Regions from separate parts of the Sus scrofa genome. Here region 1 is linked to region 2. A link is a contact called in public Hi-C data. All regions are on one chromosome and are shown on one strand. Each heading gives the region's core, a stretch centred on a gene start, on an enhancer-like site or on the middle of the called end of the contact. The rest is flanking DNA. Distances are from core to core; before and after follow the strand shown. Region 1 holds the start of KAT7 (lysine acetyltransferase 7). Region 2 overlaps FAM117A (protein FAM117A).

What was found. A called contact is a pair of places that touch in the nucleus more often than the background predicts.
Region 1: a contact with region 2 is called in a Hi-C map of skeletal muscle, with 7 times the contacts expected there. The contact joins the promoter of KAT7 here to the enhancer-like site in region 2. A contact is called at or near these places in 3 of 5 promoter capture datasets (fetal liver, fetal skeletal muscle and liver), 10 of 47 Hi-C or Micro-C datasets (embryonic fibroblasts, fetal liver, heart right ventricle and 5 more) and 2 of 2 datasets of contacts at active chromatin or transcription factors (alveolar macrophages and skeletal muscle).

What each region holds. Positions count from the first base shown.
Region 1 is chr12:25,969,539-25,972,797 of Sscrofa11.1, reverse strand. KAT7 (lysine acetyltransferase 7) reads right to left here and starts at 1,822. Exons shown (of 15, transcript NM_001195359.1): 1 at 1,665-1,822. The coding sequence starts at 1,679.
Region 2 is chr12:25,909,662-25,912,979 of Sscrofa11.1, reverse strand. The region is part of intron 2 of FAM117A (protein FAM117A); the gene reads left to right. Among named protein-coding and RNA genes, the nearest start is that of SLC35B1, 23 kb to the right of the region's middle. Within about 2 kb of position 1,694, at least 25 of the 83 cell types and tissues checked have an H3K27ac peak or open chromatin away from gene starts, as enhancers often do. A contact at or near this core is called in fetal skeletal muscle, liver, omental adipose tissue and 3 more, where this site is marked.

The sequences.
Region 1 (3,259 bases), core at 573-3,072, 60 kb before region 2:
AAAAAACATACAAGAAGCAAAAACAAACAAAAAGCCCCCTTAGGATCAGATGTGTTTAGAATTCATAATTTTTTAGAAAGGAATAGTCTGCATACATCCTGCAAATAACACCCTTTCTGCAGCAAAATATATGTACAATCACACTAAATGAGACACAAAAACTGTAAATAGCCTCAGAACAGTTTAGAACAGGTTCTGCCAAGAAATAAGTTACTAAAAAACACACATTTTCAAGAACTCTTTGTACTTGGGGATTGCAAAAAGGAGACTGTGGGCCTATTCCAAGACACCAGTACTATTTGGTGAGCCTTAACATAAATACCACCTATCAATGTAGGTCATTTTGGAGACATTAAAAAATGTAAATATTTGAAAGCCTCTGTGAAGAGAAAGATTTCTGCAGAAATGAGCAAGACCACCACCCAGCGTTCCAAATATTTCAAGGATAATCTGCCAGGAAATGAGTGGAGGATCCACAGAGAATCACCAAAAATTAAGATGAAAGGGGAGTCTTAAAGGTCATCCAATCCAATTACCCAGCTATTTGAATCCCTAATCATCTCTGCCCATCCCTTCCTGGCATGACCCTGGAGCTCAGCTCTCCTCTACTGCTTTCACCAACTACTTCCCATCTTACTCCAGAGCAGATTAAATTGCTCCACTTCCCTCCCATTAATCTTTATTACTGCCAAGTAGAGAATTTACTAAACCCTTCTACAGTTATTTAAATGTCTGTTTTCCTCTCAGACTCTGATTCCTTAAGCCAGTGATCATGTCTAATTAATTTTCGAGTCCTCGGCAACCAGCACATAGCGAAGAGTCAATAAACGTTTGTTGAACTGAATTAGATTTGTCCTGTAGTCCAGGCTCTGTCATTGCCTAATTGAGTGGCTTGGGGCACTCCCTTAAGCCTCTGCTTAGCTGAGAAAAGGGATGGGGGTGTCCCTAGATGACATCGTCAAGTCCCATTTAATTCTAGGAAGTTTCCGATTTACGAACTTCATTTTCTAGGCGCTGTCCAACTAAGCACATAAGGGAAAACCGCAGCTTAGGTGCAACAGGCCTGGAAGGGATCCCTCGGGAGTGGGCGCTGCTTCTCTACCACCCAGTCCTCTGCTTTGTTGTGTCCTCCGCGGGGAAAGGAAGGATACTCCCCAAACCCCGCCTCTCCTCCTATGAGCATCACCATACGGATGGGAGGGGACTCGTGCCACCCAATCGCGGTCCCGCTAAACCGCGCCCCCACAGGACAGACTGCCAAGCCCCGCCAATCAAGAGAAGAGGGATCGTTCTCTACATCCAGTCGGAGAGCGGTAGAGCCGGGCCTAGACACCGCCCCCACACGCGGGGAGGTGACCGTTGGGCCCAAATGGGCGGTGTCGCCAGCCAATCAACATGCTTCTAGACGTTTCAGCGACCAATTGCCGAGAAGAACGCCTCCGAGCCAGGCAAGCAGAGGGCGGGAATAGGTGCAAGCATAGGCCGAGGCCACAGTCGGGCCCACATTTTTCTGTTGGGTATGGACAGAAGCGAGGGTTGCTGAGCTAGGTTCAGGGAAGCGGGAAGTTGGAACCCAACCACTGTGAGGCGTGGCCAACTGCGTCACTCTTCTCAATCGACTGCCCTTTAGAAACCCGCCATCCCTCCTGTCCCGTTCCTCTCACCTTCCTTCGCGGCATTGCCGGCGGCTGCGGCCCGACGGTTCCGATTCGGGCAGCGGCGGCAGCAGCAGTGGGAACGGTGGCTCCGGCGGGCTCCGTGGCGGCCTCTGTAGCAGTCCCAATCCTGCGGACGATCCCAAGTGCCTCCTGCTTCACAGCGTCTAGACCTTTCTGCGCAGGCGCCGCGGGCTGAGGCGCTTTTTCCTCCACTTCCGGCTGAGGCTTGCGTCACCTGACGTTAGGGCCAGAGAGGATTCTGGGAGGTTTCCCCCTCCGGTGAGGCTAGCGGGAGCCATTTTGGAATTGGGCAGAAAGTGGCAGCGACAGTGGAAACTGGGGCCCGCCATTTTTAGTTAGGGGAATGGCATCCTCTGTAGGCGTGGGTAGCCATTCCTGTTTGGGGCAGAAGCCTGACAGTTGAAGTTAACAGTTCTCATCTTTACAATGGGCAAAATTTCCCTTCCCTTTGGTTTTAATTTCTGAAGTCGAGGAAAGAAAGCCCCAGAATCCATCAGGTTGCTGAGGTTTAACCCCTTAGTCGCCGAATTGGCTAAAGGACGTTTCCCTTTATCACATAAACTCAAAATTGGGAAGGGCTATTTTGCACAAGAAACTATTTTAAGAGCCATTCGGTGTCTCACAGTGCTGGGAATGGGGGCTTGTGAAAGGACAGAAAGAAGGTAGCGTCCTTCATGAAGAAGTTTCTTGTCTGGTAGAGGAGACATTGTCCTTGCCTTTAGCGAACCGCAAGTATGTTGATCCGTTCACTCGCGAAAGGAGACACAACCATTCTCCAGAAACTGTTGCTCCAAAGAATTACCAGTTTAGCTCTGTGGTGAGCACACCCACTTCGTCCCCTCATCCTGTATGGGTTTGAGAGCCTTGGGTGGCCCTCGGGATGAGTGTGTGTGTGTGTGTGTGCGCGCGTGCGCGGTACCAGAGTTGGAAAAGCATTGAACCCCATTAGCCCAAGTGACCTCTCGAAATCCAGACGCTTGAGTCAGGAGTTGGAGGAAGAGGAAGGAATATTTTTAGTAAAGCTGGAGCTCAGAAAGGCATTGATGTTAGCTGCCTAGAAAGGAGAAGTTGGTGGAAGATGTAAGGTTGGCAGAAGAGCGGTAAGAAAAGGCTGAGAAGTGAACAGCAAGCGTTGAGGATTTAACCTCGCTGGGAGAAAAGCCTTGTGTGGAGTAAAGCTTTGCCCAGAGACTGGGAGGAAAAAAAAAAAAAAAAAATCCAAGAGTCATTAAGTTAGGATCCTGGAGCCCGTTTCACCTGAGGCTAGCTAAGATGGAGATTTCCCCCTGGAGCTGAACTAAAGAACAAAGCAGCAGAAGGTAAACATCTGATTGTTGTGCTAAGCAGAGGACTCAGAAGGATTAGAGTTCCAGACCCTTATTTAGCACTCTCCTTGGGTGTATCCTGGGCTGGTAATAACACAGGCAGCTGTTAGTATTTAGGTTTTAATGTTTACCATAAACACCTTTAAATGGCCTACTTAGGTTGAACTGCACAAAAGAACTTATTTAATTTCACACTATTACTGTTATTTTGCACCTACTCGGGTGTTCCCAAGGTTACTCTTGGGTGTTCTGGCT
Region 2 (3,318 bases), core at 445-2,944:
ATTTTATTTATTTATTTATTTTTTAGTGCCACACCCATGGCATGTGGAGTGGTCCCAGGCTAGGGGTCTAATTGGAGCTATAGCCACCGGCCTACGCCACAGCCACAGCAACGCAGGATCTGAGCTGTGTCTGCGACCTACACCACAGCTCACAGCAACGCCAAATCCTTAACCCATTGAACAAGGCCAGGGATCAAACCTGCAACCTCATGGTTCCTAGTCGGATCCATTTCCACTACACCACGACGGAAACTCCATATCTTGTGCTTTTATTTATGGTTTTATAGTTAAGCAAGTCTGCTTTGTTCTTTTTTTTTTTTGTCTTTTTAGGGCTGCACCCGCGGCATGTGGAGGTTCCCATACCAGGGGTCCAATCCGAGCTGCGCCTGCCGGCCTACACCACAGCCATAGCAACATGGGATCCGAATCGCGTCTGAGACCTACACCGCAGTTCACAGCAATGCCAGATCCTTAACCCATGGTGGGGATCGAACCTGAAACCTCATGGTTCCTAGTCAGATTCATTGCCGCTGTGCCACTGTGGGAACTCTGTATGTGAAATTATACAAAGGTATTTCTTCATCCGACTCAGAACTTCAACCTTCTCAGCAGTGACGTTTTGAAGAGTCAACTCTTCTCTCACTTTTGTGGCAGTTTAAACCCATTCCTGTTCAGCTTCCGAACAAATGAGCTGTTCTCAGGAAAGAGGAAACAGGGTGGGGAGAACACAGGCTCAGAGGCAGCCCGAATCCTGGGGGATGCCAGGCCAGCCGCCCTTCCTTCACCCGCTGCTGGAGCGTGCCTGCCCCGCCTGCGTCGTCGGAGGTGGGGTGGCGGCCAAATGGCAAAGGGTTTTCTGCTCTCACGTCCCCCGTCGTGCTCTGCTGAGCACATCGCGTCGTCAGCCGCTTTCTTTTATTTATTTTTTAAATGAGATCCGTTTTCAGATGTTATTAGTGAATGTTTGAATGCCCAGTCCTGTTCTTGGCAGGTCGGAGGGAAGAACCAGGAAATGAGAACAAGATTTGGCCTTGGTGAGTCTGGATGCCAGCTCCATGAAGGCCAGGGAACGGAGCGCCGAGTGTCTGGCACAGTTTACAGGAGGGGGCTTCTCCTGGGAACACACCACCTTGGACCAACAAGAGTTTGCCGCAGTTAAAAACCGATGGCGCTCTTTCACTCTGGGGAGAGGTTTGAAGGGGGAGCACGCCCCACGTAGCAGGCAGAGTAGGCCGACTTCTTGGGAGCCCGGGTCACTGCTGATCCCTGCCCCCCCACCCCCAAAAAGGGCAAGGGGGGTAGGTTATGCTTCCCATTCACAGGCCTGGAGCACACACCCCTTTCTTTTTCCCGAGGAATGTTTAGTCCAAGCGTGTCTAGTCATGGAGGGCTTCCTGGAGGAGCAGGACTTGAGGTTGCTTCCAGTGGTGTAAGCTCATGCTGGCATCCCCCTTCATCAGACATGGGCTCCCACGCAGCTCCCTGCCTCCATCCTCGTATCCCTGTATCCCTCTCATTTCTTGCTACCAGCCTTCTAGGAAGCCCCCACCCCACTCCTCAGATAGCATTCTCTTTGTCAACTCAGGGCAGGCTTGGCCTCAGATGTTCTCTGGCCGGATTGAGAGGCATGGGCTCTAGGCTGTGTGTTTTTGCTCAGGCTCCAGCTGCAGGCCAGATCTTTTATGTAACAAGTCTGGGCTTCTTGCCACAGCAAGACAGAGGTCAGCGATGCGCCTCCGTGGGTCTGGCAAGGCCAAGCCATGCAGCTTTCCTCTTTCCCTGGGATGGGCTCCAGCCCTCGAGGAACTCTTAGCAACCTGTCAATATTGTGGCTGCAGTCAGGAGATGGGAGAGTTCTGATCAACGTAGGCATCCCAGCCCAAGTATGCACTCTGCCCCATCTTTCATTCCTGGCCTCCTGGGAATTTTCTGCTTCTAGGTTTTGGGCTGCATTCAAATGCCTGCTTGAGCGCCCTGGCCTGGCACAAGCTACCTCCTTCAACACTGGCGTTGATGCCATGAGACCTGAGCCGCTCCCTCAATCACAGATGCCCCTTCCCAGCTCAGCCCGACCTCACCCAGAAAGGACTGGGGATGAGGGAGAGGTTTTCTGGGGAGATGGAAGAGCAGAGGGGAGGTAGGGAGGCAGGATCTAACAAAGCCCTTGAAAGCTTTTAAGTTGCTAAAAATAAGGGATGCCAGCGCCTTTCCCTCATGCCTCTGAGCTCGAGGCGGGGCTGTTCCCACCCCTCCCCTCCCCTTCTGTGCCTTCTCTTCTGGCCACACCAGTGTGGTACATCCACGCCTCTGGCAGGCCCTCCCTTCTGCCCCCCACCCCAACTCACATCCTGAGCCAGCTGTGGAATGTGTCTCTGGACACAGCCTGGCCCTCCCGGGGCAGAGCTTGCAGGAAGGACAGCAGCCGAGCAGCTTGGCTTCCCCCCACCCGCCCCCTGCCACCACCAGCACCCAAGCAAGGAAGAGCCCTGCAAGTTTCATGGCCGAAGACCTGCCATTTAGACATCCAGGCACACTGCGTCCTTAAGGCTTCTTACAAGGCAAGAGGTGGGGTTAAAAGCCCTGGGTTTTTGAACAAAGCAGGTGGCCACCTGTCCTGCTGTTCCCTCCCTGGGCTCAGCTGGGGCTTAAGCTCATAGGCAGGCACGAAGGATAGCATGGGTGGTTCCCAGGCAATTTAGAGTCTGACATGGAGCGCTGGCTTCCCCAAATATCGGGGGCAGGTGAGGGAGAGAGATGGATGGATCTTATTCGGGAAATGGCTTGTGGATGCGGTGATGAGTGATGGTGTGCTTCGGGGCTGCTGCCTGCTCTGAGCCAGGGTACACGACGGGAGCAGGGTGGCCAGGTCGCCCGGGGGACAGCTTGGTGGCTGTTAGGAAGCACTTGGGTGCAGTGGGAGCTGGACACGGAGGGGCCAGTCAGCAAGGACTAGGAAGGCTCTCGGGTGATGTCACCATTATCTAGAGGTTTCTTTGCGCCTCGGAGGATTGTCTAGGTCAATCTCAACATGCTTCCCCTTTTCTGGAGTGCCCTCCACCGGGTCAGCTGGCCTCTCAGAGCTGGCCCCCAAGCGCTTTGAGCTGGGCTTTTCTGGCGCTGGGCCACGGTGGGCGATGGCCACACAGGCAGGTGGTTGCGGTCGCCCCCGCCCTCCTTGCTGCGAGTCTTCTCACACTTTTCTGGAGGGAGGAAGTGGTCTCACCACAGCTGGGATGACTGTTAGAGCCCAGTTCCCCCGCTGGTGTTCTCATCGTGCAGACAGACAGGACCCTGGGTGCCCGCTCCACCTGGCCCCTG